Regions from separate parts of the Zea mays genome. Here region 2 is linked to region 1. The links are chromatin contacts, called in public Hi-C maps. All regions are on one chromosome and are shown on one strand. Each heading gives the region's core, a stretch centred on a gene start, on an enhancer-like site or on the middle of the called end of the contact. The rest is flanking DNA. Distances are from core to core; before and after follow the strand shown. Region 1 holds the start of LOC103647243 (protein LONGIFOLIA 1). Region 2 holds the start of LOC100502222.

What was found. A called contact is a pair of places that touch in the nucleus more often than the background predicts.
Region 2: a Hi-C map of tassel shows a contact between it and region 1, with 3 times the contacts expected there. The contact joins the promoter of LOC100502222 here to the promoter of LOC103647243 in region 1. A contact is called at or near these places in 5 of 25 Hi-C or Micro-C datasets (ear, endosperm, leaf and 1 more).

What each region holds. Positions count from the first base shown.
Region 1 is chr2:168,001,107-168,005,489 of Zm-B73-REFERENCE-NAM-5.0, forward strand. It overlaps LOC103647243 (protein LONGIFOLIA 1), which reads left to right and starts at 1,932. Exons shown (of 5, transcript XM_020548456.2): 1 at 1,932-3,826; 2 at 3,935-4,005; 3 at 4,099-4,383. The coding sequence starts at 4,246.
Region 2 is chr2:168,273,267-168,277,949 of Zm-B73-REFERENCE-NAM-5.0, forward strand. LOC100502222 reads left to right here and starts at 1,638. Exons shown (of 1, transcript NM_001196699.1): 1 at 1,638-2,861. The coding sequence starts at 1,725. The coding sequence ends at 2,582. It overlaps LOC103647245 (DNA binding), which reads right to left. Exons shown (of 11, transcript XM_020548457.3): 10 at 4,480-4,595; 11 at 3,653-4,119. The coding sequence ends at 3,980.

The DNA.
Region 1 (4,383 bases), core at 682-3,181:
GGTTTGTTTGCACTGGTACTGTACCAACTACTAGTCTGTTTGTTAAGGCGTGCGTCGTTCTTCGTTTCGGCCAGAACGGCCTATTCCTGGACTCATTCTGGGCAGGAGGGATGAATCAACCCGGCCTATAATCTGGCCAAGTCTGTTAAGAGACGCCACCTGATTTCAGTCTCCTTCCCTCAATCCTTGGCCTGGAATGAGCTGCTTCCGGGATTGGTTCCTGACCTAAAAATGGGCCGGTGACCAGGAATTGGTGACAACACATGTTTCACTCGATCATGGGCTGGTTTGCTTACTTACTTGTCCTCCTCAGATTCCATCACTGCTTTATATCGCCTAGACTCAGTTGACTTGAGTTCATCAGCACTTGATCCGAAGGATCCTTGCACCATGCCCTTATGCCAGTCGTTCAAATTCAGTCTGATACTCAAGCACAGAGCCCGCTCTCCACGCTCAAGCGTCTGCTGCAACCAGGAATCCATTGCGCCATGAAAGCTGTGTGATCTATTGTGTATTGCGATAAAAATTTCTCCTTCGTTTGACGCATGTAGTCTTTGTATTGTTGTTGTCCATCGGCCGTTAGACTTTCAACGGCCATCTTCAGAATATTGTTCGGGAAGATAGTAGCGAAGCCACGTTGACTCTCCCTAGTGCATAGGCACCAGAGTAAAATAAATTTTTGTCAATATCTGTCCTAAATTTGTTATGTATTTCCTTTTAAATTGTATGGTTTCCTTTGTGTTGGATAGAGTGTGCACCAGGATGGTTTTTAAGCTGGCTTCGCTCATACGGGAAGATATCGGTGTGATCTTTAGAACCGGCCCATTTGAGGGCCTGATTTTTAGTAGATCTAGACATCTGGTCTCCAGCGGAGTTGCCAAAAAGTGTGTTGGCGCCGATCTGGACGCCAAACACTAGAACGAACCGCCTGACGATGCTTTCTACGGAGGCGCAGACGGTCCTCGCAACAGGGCTGAGCGATTCGTGATCTGGGCGCAGGAACGTCTCCTCCTCTTTCCTCTGTGTACGTCCGGACGGTCCGCGCCTGGGGCTCGGACGATCCACGACGACGCAGAGCATCGTCTTCTTTGCAGCAGACCAAGATCTCGCCTCCCGGGAGGGACCTCGTCGGGTGGAGAGATCCTAGGGTGTCTTGGTGTCGACAGGCCACCTAAGATGTCCTTGGTCGATGTAGAGCCGAAGAGAGATAGAGATTTGAGGTATATGAAGGCTAAACTAGGGCTAAACTAGAGCTACTCCTAATAATACATAAGATAAAAACAATAATTAGAGTTGAGTGTATCGATTGTGGAGGGTTCAATCGGCCTTAACCCTTCATCTATATAAAGGAGGAGGTCTGGACATGTTATAAGTCGGTTTTTAAGTTAAGAAATACCGCAAGAAATCCAGAACCCTAACTGATTCTGCGCACGCACGGACAGTCTGTGTCGTTACGACATACAGTCTGAACAGCGAACCGTCTGGCCTCAGGACCAGACCGTCCGCACAGACTTTTTTTTCTGCTCAACAGTCCCATTATTGAGTTCAAGTTTAGGGAACAATGGTGATCGATGAGGTTCGCCATCACGGGTTGGGAAGAAAATGTCATCGGTTGGCACGACTTGGTACTGTACTGTGGTGTGGACGTATGGTCTTCTCTTTAGGCCGTCTGCAGTAGTTTACCCAAAATTTATCCAAAAATATTATTTTATATTATTCTGCACTGTAAACTACAATGTTCGTAGATTGAAGTTTAAATATGAGTATAATGATAGATAAGGTGCCGTAGATAGCCTCATAGATGGACACCATGAATGCACTGTTGGTTAATCCGTTAGTGGCAGCTCCCTGCTCGTTCGGTGCCCCCGCGCATCAAAATTTACAAGATAATGCAGTGCAGTGCAGCACTGAAATGAAACAACACAGTAGTCCAAATTGACAGCAAATCCCGCCGCCAGTTAGCTTTTCCTGACTATCAGGAAACACCAGGGATTTTTCTTCCCAACAAGGCAACAAACCAATTGTTCACAGGTCTTGGTTGCCGTCTCCACAGCTCTCGCCACCAGATGCCAAATCGGTGGGGGTATAGTGGTATACACGTACACGCGTGCCGAGAGATGGACAGAGATGGCGCACATGGGGGTGCTGCTGAGAGGACAGGAGGAGAGAAAGAGAGAAGCTTGCAATGGCTTGTCCTGGTGTGGTTTGGTTTGGTCCCAGCAAGCACAAGAGTAGGCCATGGCAGTGCCAGCGCGTCCAACCATCATATTTTGCCTGTCAAGTCTAAAGTCTTCCCCACGCCCCCACCTTCCTTCTGTAACTGCAGGTGCAGCTATCAGGAGCATGACTTGTCACCTCACCTTAATCTCCAAGCACCCCAATATTTTATTTTTCAGATCGGGTTAGAAAAAAAAAGAAGGCAAGGTCATATGCAGGTGCAGGCGTGCAGCAGTGCGATGCCGACCCCGCTCTGTCCTCGCTTTCTGTAATCTTCCTCACACAAGTCACAAGGCTGCCTCCACTTCCATCCAGTAGGAACAAGTCAGACACGGAAGGAAGGAGGAGAAGGCACCGGAAATCCTCCCATCCCGCTAGCTGGAACCTGGAAGGGCTGAAGCTGGAGCTGGAGTGCTGGACAGTGACCGAGAGTGAGAGAGGCAGCAGCGGTCCGGTGGCTGTGGCCTCCTTGGTTGATGCTCACCCACCCTCAGGGAGGCACGAGCGTTCCCTCTCCGGCGAGCCCCACCCCGGAACTCCTCCGAGAAATGCGGCGGGGCAGCCACAGATGACACCTTCCTCTTCTTCCTGACCTGCTGCAGAGGAGGGCAGCCTCCTGCATTTCCGGGTTCCCTTGCGCTTGCGCCTCCTATTTCGTCTTTCCACGAGAGTGGGAAGGGGAAGCCGGAGGATGCCGGCCAAGTACCTCGGCCCGGGGGCGTTGGCGGAGGACAGGCGCCAGGACCTCCACCGCCAGGTGGGCTGCGTCACCGGGATCTTGCAGGCCTTCGACCGCCGCCACCCTCTCGCCTCCTCCTCCCACAAGAGGCTGCTTCCCCCAACAGGTCCCGCTTCCTCACTCTCTGCTTTCTCTTCTCTTGCGAGGTTGGAGATCCCCTGTGCGGCTGTGCCCTGCTTCAGTGTGTGTGTGTAGCCATTCTTGCTTCTCCGTGCTTCCAGCCGTGATCTATGCCGTCTATTTCTACCCCATCTCTTTGCCTGGTATCTTTTACTTGGGATGTGCCCAATAAAGGACTCAGCTTTTTGAAGACACATATTAGATTAGATCAGGTTGTATTTTTTATTTTAGTATGGAAAACAGCCTGTACCCAAGTGCTCCGCAGGTTTAAGTCCCTGCAGATTCATGCTCCAGACTTGTGTGTTGGGGATTATTGGTAACTGATGAGTTACCACTTTTTCCGGTCAGAGTGTTGGTTGTTTTGGTTTAAACTGATGATGACCTGCCTGTTTTTTTTGGACGAAAAGGTGCTTGCTCATGATACACCAAGAACCGTCCTTTCACAGCCCCATTTACTATCTCCAAATCAGCCACCGACAAAAACCAGTCCTTGCAAATTTGGAACCTTTTTTCAGATAAGAAAAATGTCCTTGACTGAAAGGAATAAGAGCTGTACGCAGAGTAGTCCATTGGATCAAAAGAAAAAATGTTTCTGTGCCTTTTCAACTTTAGATGCTGTTACTTTGTTTTCTCTCTCTCTATTATCAGGTTCCTTGCAAGATTGTCCCTGGCTTGCTCACTCCGTTCTTTTTATTTGTCGTATTTTAGTTCAATAATGAACTAGCGGGCGACAAATATTCGAGAACGGAGGTAATATGATTTTGCAATGTTGTCCTTTTCTAGTTTTGCTACAAGAAAGCAGAAAGGCATGCTCTTCTCTTGCCCGGTTCAGCATTGACAATGATTCACTTCTTGCAGCAGGCCATGCAGTATCCAGTAACCCAAGCAAAGAGGGCGATTGCACAAGATATTCACCCCAGATTGTGCTGGTAAGTTTCTGAATTTTATCGACAGTAGAGTAGTTATACATGTTTTATACTGACACCCAAATCCTGACTTGAGTTACTGCAAACTGTATTCAGGAGAACTCGAGTAAAACATGGGCTGATAGCCAAAGAGCACCAGCAACAGAACTGTCTCAAACCTCATATTCATCGTCACCCTCTTCGTCATTCTCGTCCGTTGATGACAACAAATCAACACAACAGGACCTATCATCCACTGACCGAATGCTATTTCCAGAGAGGCCGTTCAAGAGCTCGCCGAAGCTCAAGAGTTATTTTGACAGTGACACCGGGCTCGACTACCCTGATGACGCGCCTACGAAGTCCAAGGACATGCCCATAGTTCAATCCAGCCTGCCAACT
Region 2 (4,683 bases), core at 388-2,887, 270 kb after region 1:
TTTTTTAAAAAAAAACAAGGCCAAACATGCAAAGTCAAAAAAGTAGGGGCAAATCTACAATTAAACCCCAAAACAGGGGGCACTTATTTAGTCAAAAGTTATGGGTGCCGACAGTTTGGATAAAGTGTTGTAAACCACATTGTTTAGTTCAAAATCTAGACTAGCATGTCATAAAAACTTTAGATTGGAGTGGAATTTCCACTACTCAAAAAAATACCAAGGTATTCTGAATACCGTGGTTTTGAAAACATAGTGGTTAGAGAAGCAACCAAATACCTCATGTTATATAAAATACTTTAGTACATTCCTATAAAACCATGGTATTGTATGGAAAACTATTAAAAAAATAAATATTGCACTTCCAAACATGCGTTAATCGCAACACCCGGATTTAGAATTACGCGCTACAACTCACACACGCTTATAATAAACGTATACACCCATCACTAAAAATACATGCGCACAAACTCTACCCCAACTAGCATTTTTAAAGACAAAATTTCAATGTTAATGAAGTTACCATAGACGACTGGGTCGTTTATAAGGGCAGACGAATCCGCAACGTGAAGATTGTTCTAGTGACTAGTCTATAGACACTTTAGCACCTAATTCCATTTTAGAAAAAGAAAAAAAAACATATTCCGGCGCAGGGGCCATCCATGGCCGTTCGGACAGAAAGCCGATTAGCCGGTCCGGACCACACCGACAGGCGACAGCTCTCCGAGTCCACGTCCCTGCCAAACTAAACGCAAAGCCAACCACCACCCAGCCCCCAGAGATTTTTTCGTCCCGGATTCTTTTCTTTTTCTTGTGAGCCCACCCACGGCCGTAACGGCAGCACGCAAGCGACCAACGGACGGATGGGTCAGTTGGTGGGGTTCGTGAGCGGGCTGCCGTGCGGACGCGTGTCCCCGTAGCCAGCTGTACCTAGGGATGAAAACGGTCGGAAACGGTATTTATTCGGTAATCAGTTTTTAGTCGTTTTTCTTTGATTGCGAATAAATAGGATATACAATCTATAATACAAATTTGTATTCTTGTTTTTAACATTCAGCTTCTAAAAATTCATAAAAGGTAAACCTCAAATTCATCATATATTTTTTTAAATAATAGATATAAACTTCGGTATGGATTCGGAAATAACTTCGATAATTTTTTCAACTTTTTGTGTTGCAGGGAGCAAATAAAACATAAAACAATTTATATAATATTTTATTCGTATTTGTACTAATGTGCTTGATAACATAAAAAAAAGATCAATATCAAATTTTATACATATCTATTTTAAAATATTAAATTTATCCTAACAGTTCGAATTACTACTTTCATCCCTAGCTGTACCCAATCCACCCCCAACTGCGTCTGCCACCTGCCTTCCTGCCCGCCCATCTGAAACCACACCACGCACGCACGCATTCCTGTGATCCTGTCCTGTGCACGGTGCACCTCGGCTCCGCACCGCTCCGGTGAGGCGGTGACCTCCCACCGGCTGGAGCGGTGGAGTCCTCCCTTCCCTTCCCAGTTCCCATCTGTCTGTCGTCTCGTCTCCCTCTTTTCTGTTTATATATCCTCCTCCCCCTGCCTGTCTGCAACCTTCACTCCCGACTCCACCTCTCTCCGATCGTCTCATCTTCTTCCTTCTCTTCCACCACATCCTTGGCATCTCATCCGGATCGACCAGTACACGCCCCAGTAGTACTAAAGAACCAGTTTCTGAGTAAAACATGGCGGCGTCGCCTTCCCCGTCCGGCAGCGGCGGCGGCAAGGCCGGCGTGGACCGGATCAAGGGCCCCTGGAGCCCCGAGGAGGACGAGGCCCTGCAGCGCCTCGTGCGCCGCCACGGCGCGCGCAACTGGTCCCTCATCAGCCGCTCCGTCCCGGGCCGGTCCGGCAAGTCGTGCCGCCTCCGGTGGTGCAACCAGCTGTCGCCGCGGGTGGAGCACCGCCCCTTCACGCCCGACGAGGACGACGCCATCCTCCGCGCGCACGCCAGGTTCGGCAACAAGTGGGCCACCATCGCGCGCCTCCTCTCCGGACGCACGGACAACGCCATCAAGAACCACTGGAACTCCACGCTCAAGCGCGAGCGCGAGCGCAAGCGCGAGTACTACGCCGATGCGCGCCCCGGCCCCGGCGACCAGCGCTCGCTCAAGCGCACCAGCAGCGACGGGCCCCCCGGAAGCCCGTCCGGGTCCGACCTCAGCGACTCCAGCCACCAGAGCCTTCCCACCGTGATGCCGTCAGCCGCTTCTACCGCCGTCACCTCCCAGCAGCAGCTACAACACGTGTACTACCGCCCCGTGCCGCGCGCGGGCGGCGTGGTCCTGCTCCCGGTGGCGCCGCCTTCTCCGCAGGCTCCTCCAGCAACCTCCTTGTCGTTGTCCCTCTCCCTGCCAGGGCTGGACCAGCAGCCCGAACCATCCCCGCCGCCGCCGCCAACACCTCAAGCACAAGCAAGCTCGCCGTTGAGCGCGGAGTTCCTGTTGATGATGCAGGAGATGATCCGGATCGAGGTCCGGAACTACATGTCCGGGTCGGGCTTCGACGCACACGCCGTGATGGGCATGGCCGAGATCGACTAGTTTCAGCGGCAGGGGTCCAAGACCAAGACAACGAATCGCCGACCGATCCCAGATTCCTTTGTTAATCAGCAGAGCAGAGGCCTTCGTTCCATGCTTGCTGCTGTGCTGCCTGCTGGTGGTACTCAGTAACCAGTAGAGTTTAGACTACAGTACCAGAGAGACGGACGGACGGCGAGACCTCCGATATCGTCATGCTGTTCTTGTACAGGAGACAGCACAAAAAGGGATCGAGAAGATGGATCAGGGAGAAGAGAGAGGACTCACTCGTGTTTCTTGGCTCGTGCAAATTTGCCTTTTGGTTTCGAGTGCAAAATTGGACCACTAAGATAAAGGGGTCTCTTCGATTGGCGGGCTCAGAAATTTGGTCGTTCTTAGATTATTAGGCTAGATGTTGGGATTTTATTTCCTAGATAGTAAGTTTTAAAAATATGGATTAAATCTTAGTTTAGTGTGTCCTAACACCCACTGACCACCGTACACACAGAACCGTACGGACAACACTAGAATGGTCTGCCTGGGAGCTGAGGAGCTCTTTTTTTTTTGGTAGTTGTGGATCACTGCTGAGCTACTTCAGTACTTCTAGATGGTATGGTATGGATGGATGGATGGATGGGCAAGGAAAGGACGAAGAGAAAATATATGGCCATGATGGCTGGCAGACAGGGTAGCTAGCCGGCCGTTGGCAGAAGCCGCGGCAGAGTTGAGTGAGTGACAGCTAACTGGCTGCTTGTCCCAGCCGTCGATGACGATGAAGTGTGGTGTTTTTCTTTATGATTCAGCATGTCTGTCTGTTCCGTTGATGACAACCGCTCTACTCCTGTCCTACGCAACAACTCCACGAAAAACTAATTAATTAAAGACCGCTGCTGGCTGCAGACCGAATGCATGCATGCCCCCCGTATTATATTCTCGTCCTGTGGCCTGTCGTTGGCATCCATCGGGTATATATTCACAGCTGGTTACGCGTTGTTGGCAGTTCGTTGGTGATAACTACGTACCTGTGGTAGTCGTATTGCTTTTTTATATATAATAATAACTGCAAAATTAAAGCAGACGACCCAAGGCACACAAAGAAAGCCAACCTCTCTAGCTGAAAGGACCAGCAAGGCACGAAGGTCTGGCGAGTTTTTAATCATGCTTCCTGGCCCTTGAGTCTGGTGTTACAGCATCTATCGTCTATATTCACAAAGAGGATACATACCTGCTGACATAGACATCTACAGTGTACTTAACAGGTCAAGCAGATGGAGCAACATACAGCAAACTATCCTTGCTGTGTTGCATAAGAAAAAATAAGTGCAACAGACCAAAACCTCATAGACACAGCAAAATGTAAGCATTATATACAAAATTGCAGAACTTCTATTAGCTTGCCACAATGACTACTTTTATTCATCTTAAACAGGTATGCGCCCATCTGCTCCGTCATCAGCCGCCTGTACCTTGTCCTGTGTGTAGAGTAATACATGGCATCCACCATCAGTCACTGCCACTGCACCTGATTTGGAATCAACAGAAACACAGGAGACTCGTCCACCTGGTTGCACGACTTTGATTAGAACGGACCGACTTGTACCACAAGTCATATAATTCACTCCAAAAAAAAAACAAGAAATTATGGTTAACATGAATAGGCTCACTGAACTAATGCTCACAGGTGGAAAAGAGCATGGAGTATCCATACCTAATTCCTGGTAAAAATCTACCTACTATTTGCCAATCATGTTTCAATATAGATGTGGAACTCTATGCATTAAGTGAATATGTATTATAATGGTGTTGAGATGATTTAATTTGTTCACTCAGATGAGAAAGAAAATGGCCCTCGGTGAATATGGCATGTTTCAACATTACAACATGACATCAAACATCCAAGACAGGGTAACGCATCACTTACTGTTGAAACACTGTGTTCCCGTCACTTTTCTCCCCGAAGACAATTCCCACAGATACAGCAGACCACCATGTGTCCCAGCGTATCCGTAGTTACCGCAGGCATCTAAAGCAGTAATTCTGAAAAACAAAAAATATATATATACATATGACAAGCTGCCGAAAATTCAACTAAGAACCTGAGATTATTTCAAGCATGTCTATGAAT